Linked DNA regions of Mus musculus: regions 2 and 3 are each linked to region 1. The links are chromatin contacts, called in public HiChIP or PLAC-seq and promoter capture Hi-C maps. All regions are on one chromosome and are shown on one strand. The core of a region is the stretch at or near the end of the contact, and the rest is flanking DNA. Distances in the headings are between cores, read along the strand shown. Region 1 holds the start of Spc25 (SPC25, NDC80 kinetochore complex component, homolog (S. cerevisiae)). Region 2 overlaps Lrp2 (low density lipoprotein receptor-related protein 2). Region 3 holds the start of Dhrs9 (dehydrogenase/reductase (SDR family) member 9).

Region 1 (2,758 bases), core at 73-2,572:
TCTTCTTCCTTTAATTTCAAAGACATCTTTTCTGAAAGACAAATTACAAGAGATATTTGAATCCCGCTGAAATAACAGTAAAAAATAAATAAGGTCAGCAAAATCCACAAGTTAGGAGTTAAGGGCTGGCAGTACCTGAAAACGCTTTCATGGAGTCCTTGAAGGCGTCTCTAAGTCCCAGCACTTGACTATGATTATCATCGAGTCTGTTTCTGAACTTATCCCCAAATTCATTGATGCTTTGATTTAAGAGTGCCAATTCGTCTTCACCCATTATGTTTTAAGACACTGCAAAACAGAGCACAAAGCTGTATTTTAGTTGCTATCGACACCAAATAAGCCACATTTTCGAGTTTATGTCTGCAGGTTGACTTTGCTACAGAATGGTTAATAATTGAGCAACTCAGCTAGCATAAAGGCAGACTTTAATTCCAACATTTCCAGCTGGGGGCAGGAGAATCTGAGGTAAAGGTCAGCCAACGTCAGGACCAGTCTGATATACAAGAGACCTTTTCTAAATAAACACAACAGGGTGTGAACTAAACGCCTTTTTTCGCCTTTTGTCCCAGCACTGTCCCAGCACATCGGAGGCAGAGAGGCAGAGAGGCAGAGGAAGGTATTTGAGTTCAAAGATAGCCTGGTCAACATTGGGCCAGAACCTAATAAAATGTAAAATAAGATAAAAATAATCCACTAACAGTCCGGTAGTTAGCAACAGGATGATCCAAGCCAATTTGGGCTTAACTGTGGTGGATGTGCATCAATCTGTTCTGAAGGCATGAAGGGAGGTGGAGGAGAGGAAAGAATATGACCAAAACAAGGTTGCACGAAGCTTTCAAGTCATGTTTTAACAGGACCCCGGTGTCACTCCGCTTCTCCTAAAGGACCTGCTCGCAGGCAACGAGACCGAGACTCGAAGAGGTTGGGGGACAGACAGACCTGCAGGTTTTCTGCATCAGACCCCTGGCCGACTGCTCCGTCCACTCCTCCCCCTGCAGGGCGGAAGAGGGGAGTGTGATCGGGACCGAGCAGCGCCAGGACCCGAACTCCGCGGCTAACAGCGGACGCCCGCATTCCAGGCTCTGCGGACCCACGCCGACATGCCCAGGCCGGCTTCCCTCAGCCCGGGCGTGCGGTCGGCGAAGCCCCACAACCCTTCAAACGGCTCCCGACCTGAGCGGCCAGGAACGCCGCGGTCTCCACCAGACTGGACCTGTCCGGCAGGAACCAGCCCGCCGCTCTTCCGTCTGCTGCTCCCGGGTCTGCTGCTCCTCCAGCGCGCAGTCTTTCAATTTCAAACTCTCCACCGCCTGCTTACCCGCCCTTCAACTCCGTCTTCTGATTGGCTGACAGGGCAGACTCTCCGTGCAAGGATTGGTTGATATCGGCCTGCGGAATTCTCGCGGACAACTATGGAGCAGAGCATTCTGGGATTCGTAGTTCTTTGCTGAGACAGCTTGGGACGCGGTCTATAGTGAAGTAGAAGGGCTTGCCCCAGAATGAAGAAAAAAATGTAAAAATTGAAATTTAACTGCTTTCTTTTATGACATATACTTCCTTCTTCCTTGCACTCGTTTTATTTTGGAAATGACGGAAAATCCTCTTGAACAGACTCCAGTTATGATTGATTAGGCTGAAACATCCTGAAAGTTACCAAACTATTTACCCAAACTTAATGTTTGAATTTCCCAAGCTTTTCTAACATTGATTTATCGTGAGTATTTTACTTATTTAATTTTTATGTTTGAACGTGTTTACAGAAGGGGGCATCGGATCCCCTGGAACAGTTGTGAGCCACTGATAATCAAACTCCTCTCCTCTGCCTGAGGAGCAGACGCCCTGCAACTTTGAGCCATGTCGCCAGTCCTTCAGCTGTTGATTTTAAGACCTACTGGCAAAAACAAGCTCCTGGATCTCGCAGAACTTCAAACTGAATGGGATCAGAACACTGTATACTAAAGTAACCGGTGCTCCCTGAAGAGAGACAGATGGAAGCCACCAAGTTATTAAACATATAATTAAAAATACACATAATTTTAAAAAATAGTAAAGATTTTAAGCTAAGATTTGTTAGAAGACAACTTCACAGATGAAACAGACTTGCTAACTACATCTTTCTTTGTAAAACTGAGAAAGATAGGGAATTGAGAATATGCCCTTTAAAGAAAAGGAACTTGAAGTGTGGTGGCACACGCGTTTAATCCCAGCCCTTGGAAGGCAGAGGCAGGCGGATTTCTGAGTTCGAGGCCAGCCAGGTCTACAGAGTGAGTTCCAGGACAGCCAGGGCTACACAGAGAAACCCTGTCTTGAAAAACCAAAAAAAAAAAAAAAAAAAAAAAAAAAGAAAGAAAAAAGAAAAGAAAGAGAAAACAAGGAACTTGAGATGGTCAATATTAAAAAAAAATTATTGTTATTTTCATCTTTGATTATGATAATTGTTTCTGAAAATAACCCTTTGCTTGTAGACCATACTAATATTTCTTTGATTCCCTTTAAGCATCCAAATGCCAACTATAAGATTAAGCTACCAGATTATGGCTATTTTATCCCCAAGTGGTGCACGCCTTTAATCCCAGCACTCAGGAGGCAGAGGCAGATGGATTTCTGGGTTTGAGGCCAGCCTGGTCTACAGAGTGAGTTCCAGGACAGCCAGGGCTACACAGAGAAACCCTGTCTCAAACCCCCCCCCCCAAAAAAAACAAAACAAAACAAAAAAAGAACTGAAAATCAAGACTATGAAGTCTGGACAAGTTACCAT
Region 2 (2,758 bases), core at 112-2,611, 220 kb after region 1:
CAACACCTTAAGTCATTGTCTTGGTCTGCAATAGCTCCATGCAACTAAGTAATTGCTAACAAGAGGAATATGGCCGTCCTCGTCTCTAAAGGAGATCCAATGTGTGTCCATGCAACTTGTGGGAAATGACAGGTTTGAGTGACGGGGTCTGAATTCTGAGTATTCTCTGTATATTTACTAAGAAATCTAAGCTTGAGAGACTCCTTTGGAAGTTCGTGTCCTCGGTGACCTAAGCAAGTGATTCTGCTGAGCCAAGTGACAATTTAGTGTCCGGGGGTCACAGATACAGGATCTCTGGACAGACGCTGGGGAGCAGAACTTGGAAGGTCTCGGCCTGGATCAGTGCAAGAACCAGTGGGCAGCACAGACGGAGGCATGGAGCTATGCTGCAATTGGCGAAGGTTGACTCGCATTCCCAACAAACCCCCATGCCCGTTCTGTTTCTGGGACCTGGAGTGGGGGGAGGGAACAGCTTCTTGCCACATTGCCTCTCCTTACAGACCAAGCTACCTCTAAGAAAGGTCCCTAAGATCGAGAATTGACTGGAAAGAAATGTTAAGAATAAAGAAGTAAACCAGACACTGCCTTGGAGTACAGCCAGACCTAGGGACTGAACATTTGATATTTCAAGTATTCTGGTGGCTGTGGAAAACAAATCTTCAATGTCCACTTTTAAATGTAGCTTAAGGAGAAAAAAAGTCCCTAGAAAAACAGTGAACCAAAATCTTCCTCTCTATGGTGTGTGTGTTTGTGTGTGTGTGTTTGTGTATGTGTGTGTGTTTGTGTTTGTGTATGTGTGTGTGTGTGTGTGTGTGTGTTTGTGTATGTATGTGTGTGTGTGTGTGTGTGTGTGTTTGCATGTCTATGCATGTGTACATGTAAGAGGTGATTTTTTTTTCTCTCAGCCACACTGAATTAAAGAACACACCACTGAGTTTCTCTGCACAAGGACCAGGAACATTTAAATGTCTCACAGTGTTTTTTATCCGGAAGTGCTATCATTTCCAATTTGCCCATGGATCCCCTTGTGAAGGGAACTGGTAAGGACTACAGTTCTCAGGGGTAAAATGAGTGTCTAGAATCCAGCATGTAGATCTGGGATAGCTAAACGCACGTTCTTTAAAGCTAGCAGCACACTGTCCATTTTATACAATTTCATTTCAAAGGTGCTTGTTAAACTGCATCCCAAATATTCTAGGATATGTGAAGATATAGCATATATGATAAAGAAAGATTCATCAAGCAGGACTTTTGTCTCCTGGACTAGTTTCCTTGGCACGGTAATACAGCAATGCTTGTGGGATGGTTGGATGGACAATTAGGTGTAGCTGGACACAGAGGACAAGGTAATAAAATTGTGCCACCTGGTGGTCGGCATTGGTAATGGTAGTAAGGCACTAAGAGCAACTTGGAAAGGTGCATTCTCTTTTATATGTATCCTCAGCACATTACTGTGCATGTTGTGTGAATGTCCCAGATTCTATGTCCTTTTCATGAAGACATACTAAATCTACAATTTTGTTTTCATTTGTATGTACGTAGTCTTCCGTGGATTAGCATCAACTCAGAAATGTCCAAGTTCTTTGCAAATTTCTTTTCATGAGTCAATTATCATTACCTGAGTTTCATCAGCTCCAGGGGAGGCTGGCTTTGGCTCTGGAACTATCTCAGAAGGATCTATGGACCTTCCATAGTTCTGGTTTTCCACATTTTCTGGTACAGTCACCTGTGAGCTTACTGACGGTCCCTACACGGTTTTGAAAGAAGAAATGAATATGTGAATAAGTAGATCTGGGTTCTGTTTGCCACCTTATCCCCCACAGACACAGTCACGTACCTTTTCAATCTGATAAGTGACACTAGCAGCTGTAAACTAAATGCCACTTCCACCTTCCCCAAATAAGTGCAACAACCACTAAGTCACCTAAGATATCAAATGTGGTAGGCGAGGACACCCCTCATTGCCACACACTCATTGATGTAACCCCTGCTACATTGTCTACACCCTTCATTCCCACCTTGACCATAATTTGTAATAACAGGTGTTCCAGTTGCATACTGGCAACCAAGTGCTAGCTAAGTAACAACACCAAGTAACAGCCACACAGACGCAGTGCACAGAATCCTCTTTGAATATTAAGGAAAAAAATGAGTGTGGTCAGGTGTGTAGCTACAACACTAATCCAAGCAGTGGCAGAGGCAAACAAATATCTGTAAGTTTGAGGCCAGCCTGGGGTACACAGTGAGACTATGTCTCCAAAGATAAATAAATAAATAAATAAATAGCAAAAGGAATAAAATGAGCAAATTTGAGGACTACCTAAAAGAGGATGAATTTTAAAAAACAGTAAGCAAACAGCCTTAATACTTTTCTATTTTTTGTCAAATTCACATAATTACGCAGCTATTCTTTAAACCCATATCACCCTGAATAGATATTACAAGGAAGTCAGTATACTCCTTGTATTTTACATTCTCCATTTTGTTTGTATGCATGGCCTCACTTTATTTCATGTGAAAAATACCAGACAAGATGTCATCTCTATCCCACGATACATTATCAAAGAGCAGACGAGACTCTTTCAAGATTCAAATCTTTTTGCTCTTAAGAAAGAGCTCATTTTGAAAAATATTTCTATCACTTCATATTAAAATATACTATATGTTGAATCGGAAATCACTAGCAAACACTGATAGCTCTTTCCTGTAGCTGCATAGACAAAGGAAGGACAGGCCAAAAGCTGATGGATCGGGAACC
Region 3 (2,758 bases), core at 94-2,593, 170 kb after region 1:
ATTCGTGAACACCTTTGTCAATACCCAGCTGACAAGCTGAGGAAGGGGTTGTTTTAACCCCACCCCCACCTCTACCCCACATGCCTAGACACTGAACCTTTCAGTTTTATCAACAGTACTGAGAGACCACGCCAAGTAGAGGGCAAGAATTCCCAACCATAGCATGCAAATCAGGCTCGACATTTCATTTTTTTTAAGTCCATTTGGGGAATTTTTAAAAACAGAGCGGCACTGAGTGAGATTATTGAGTAGAGCTTGCAAAAGGTGTAACCTTTTCTTTGGCCTTTCCCTTCAGTCCTCCAGGACCACCCAGGTGCCTGAGGCTCTCTCCACCTCTCAGAAATAATAGCCTGCTTATAAGGAGGATTAATTACCATAGCTGTCTTCATATGGATTTCAATCCATGAGGTTTTTCTCTGAGGCCACAAGTTTGTGCCTGTACTCTGTATTGAGCGTTATTAAAGGGGGAAAGTATATTTTGCATATATCAGGTACCCCAAATATTTTTCTGGATAAACTAGTCTTTTGTCGTTGTGGAGGAACTAGGAACCACACCTACCTAATTTAAAAAGCAGTAGCCCTGTCTAGACTCCGGTAGAGGGATGGGCTCTTTCATTTGCTTGCTCTGAGGAGGAAATAGTAACTACTCTTCAAGAAGGAACAGAGCAGAGGTGGAAGCAGAAGAATACAGCTTGAAATTAGAAGTAAAACTTCAGTGCACTGTTGGCTTGCCTGTACTATCATGAGTAGGAGAGGCTGGGGGGGGGGGGGAGTTGGCAAGCTGCAGGGAAGGTGGGTGGCATCTCATCCCCCACCCCTTACAGCTTCAGCTGGCACCAAGCAATGCCAGGTCTGCTGGAAGCAGCTCTGGAAAAGGCCAGCTGGAGGTGAGGGGGCAGTCCTTTCTCGTTTTCACTTCCAGAGACATTTTCTAGATGTTTTGTCATACCTTAAAACACAAATTAGGAAAAGAAACCACAAATCATTCCCAAACCATATTTGGTCATTTATTATGTTGATCTTCTTGCTCATAAAAATTGTTTGTTTGTTTGTTTGTTTGTTTGTTTGTTTTTCAGTGAAATGATCAGTTCCTTGCACCAGGAGATTTACAAAAGATACAAAATAATTTTTTTTTAAAAAAGCTTCTTAGTTACTTGATTTCAGCCTCCTCCTTTGGTCAAGATAGCATGAGTAGTTTTCTCTAGCTAGCCACACTTAATTTATAAAAAGCACTGACGATTCCTTTGGAAACCTGTGACCTACAATCTCCCCGCCCTCCATCCACGGAGGAGAGACTTAGTCACCACTTGGTGTTGCAATAGGTGTGACTCACTGAGAGAAGTGGAAGTCTTCACACATGCAGGTCTCAGAGCTCCGCAGACCGCAGGCACCTTGAGAGGATCAGCTTGACGGAGCTGCACTTCCTTCCCCTGGACCACAGCAGGAAGGTGACAATCTGCAGCAGCGGAGCAAGTCGCCCTCAGCTTCTGCACTGCGAGTCATCTTCAGCGAGGTAACCGATGACTGTCCGATCGTTTGTCCCTTCACTCATGTCCTTGATTTTCCGTGTTCCTATAGAACAAACCAAGTTGTCTTTCAGCTGAGGTCAACTGTGCTTCTTTAACAGTTTGAGAAGGATGGGAGCAAAGTCCATCTCATACAGAAATGATCTGGGCGGCCCAGGAACTTGACTGAAACTCTCCTAGGACAGGGCTCTGTGACTATCCTGTAGCATCCTGCAGTCACAACCAAATACCTCTCTGTCTCTCTCCCTCCCTCCCTCCCTCATCACTCAATTCCTATTTGGCATCTTCTGTGGCTTTGAAGACTAATGAGAAATTGGTGACCTCAGCTTTCCAAGAGTTGTGGACATGTTAAAGAGTGCCTGGGGGTGGACCCATAACCACCAAGTGCGGACTAATCTGTTTCTCCACCTACTTTCCCAGTATTATCAGTTTCTGTAAACACATGTAGATGAACACTAAACTAGAAAAGAAAAACAATGTTGGGGATGAAGAAAAGTATTTCTAAGGAGCATGCTGGCCCAGGGTTCTGAGCTGTCAGAAAGAAAAAAAAATCCACATTTTATGATAAAGTGACTTGATATTTCAGATGCTCATGCACACACTAGGGTTTCAGCTGGTGGGGGCAATAATTCTGTAAAGCCTTGTGACACTCTTGGCCCAAAGCTAGGGTCCGGGTTTTATATATCTTAGTGTCACCTGGCACATATTAAATGCTCTGAAATACCCTTGGCTAGATGAGGCATGATGTAAGAATGGAAAGTTCTTTCATTTTTTGTGCTGGATATTTTCACATTTGAAAATGGTGTCCAAGTTTTAGACTAAACCTTTATACAAGGAAAACTTGTTACTTCATACATTGCAAGAGACAAGACCCTTGTGACAAATGTCATATTCTCAAGGGATATAATTTAAAAACACTAACATTTTCCTCTGGAGCAAAGCTAACTGTGGTTAAAAGACAGTGAGAGATTTGAGTATGCTCACTGGAGTGATACACACATATACTCAATTCTAAACTTCCTTTGGGACCATACGTTATAATAGCATTCTGCATGAAATCCCTTCCAGCTAGCAGTTAGTATTTTGTGGTCATAGATTTAAGAGTGACTCCTAATGTGCCATTACCGTCAGAAGGCACACAGACAAAACAATAAACCCAAAAGGACTTTAGGAGATTAATATTCATTCGCAAAGATGCTCTGGTAAATTGCTTTAATTTAAGAGTGTTCTCC

The links. Promoter capture Hi-C pulls out the DNA fragments that hold promoters and counts their contacts. HiChIP or PLAC-seq counts read pairs in DNA pulled down with a chosen protein or histone mark.
Region 2: an H3K4me3 HiChIP or PLAC-seq map of bone marrow-derived macrophages shows a contact between it and region 1, with 5 times the contacts expected there. The contact joins the enhancer-like site here to the promoter of Spc25 in region 1. A contact is called at or near these places in 19 of 39 promoter capture datasets (the 3T3-L1 cell line, 3T3-L1-derived adipocytes, the C10 cell line and 12 more), 1 of 15 datasets of contacts at CTCF or cohesin (the NIH/3T3 cell line), 15 of 484 Hi-C or Micro-C datasets (the C2C12 cell line, the HL-1 cell line, bone marrow-derived macrophages and 10 more), 15 of 115 datasets of contacts at active chromatin or transcription factors (the SCID.adh cell line, acute myeloid leukemia, astrocytes and 6 more) and 5 of 9 other capture datasets (adipose tissue, embryonic stem cells, liver and 2 more).
Region 3: a promoter capture Hi-C map of 3T3-L1-derived adipocytes shows a contact between it and region 1, with 4 times the contacts expected there. The contact joins the promoter of Dhrs9 here to the promoter of Spc25 in region 1. A contact is called at or near these places in 14 of 39 promoter capture datasets (the 3T3-L1 cell line, 3T3-L1-derived adipocytes, cranial neural crest and 9 more), 3 of 484 Hi-C or Micro-C datasets (bone marrow-derived macrophages, natural killer cells and pro-B cells), 4 of 115 datasets of contacts at active chromatin or transcription factors (effector CD8 T cells, embryonic stem cells, stem cell-derived neural progenitor cells and 1 more) and 3 of 9 other capture datasets (adipose tissue, liver and macrophages).

What each region holds. Positions count from the first base shown.
Region 1 is chr2:69,204,891-69,207,648 of GRCm38.p6, forward strand. It overlaps Spc25 (SPC25, NDC80 kinetochore complex component, homolog (S. cerevisiae)), which reads right to left and starts at 1,323. Exons shown (of 7, transcript NM_001199124.2): 1 at 1,174-1,323; 2 at 136-288; 3 at 1-31. The coding sequence starts at 274.
Region 2 is chr2:69,426,975-69,429,732 of GRCm38.p6, forward strand. It overlaps Lrp2 (low density lipoprotein receptor-related protein 2), which reads right to left. Exons shown (of 79, transcript NM_001081088.2): 77 at 1,619-1,747. Among named protein-coding and RNA genes, the nearest start is that of Gm36393, 23 kb to the left of the region's middle. Within about 2 kb of position 1,362, at least 2 of the 459 cell types and tissues checked have an H3K27ac peak or open chromatin away from gene starts, as enhancers often do. A contact at or near this core is called in bone marrow-derived macrophages, where this site is marked.
Region 3 is chr2:69,379,119-69,381,876 of GRCm38.p6, forward strand. Dhrs9 (dehydrogenase/reductase (SDR family) member 9) reads left to right here and starts at 1,344. Exons shown (of 5, transcript NM_175512.2): 1 at 1,344-1,513. It overlaps Gm36393 (a long non-coding RNA gene), which reads right to left. Exons shown (of 6, transcript XR_003953850.1): 5 at 1,334-2,758.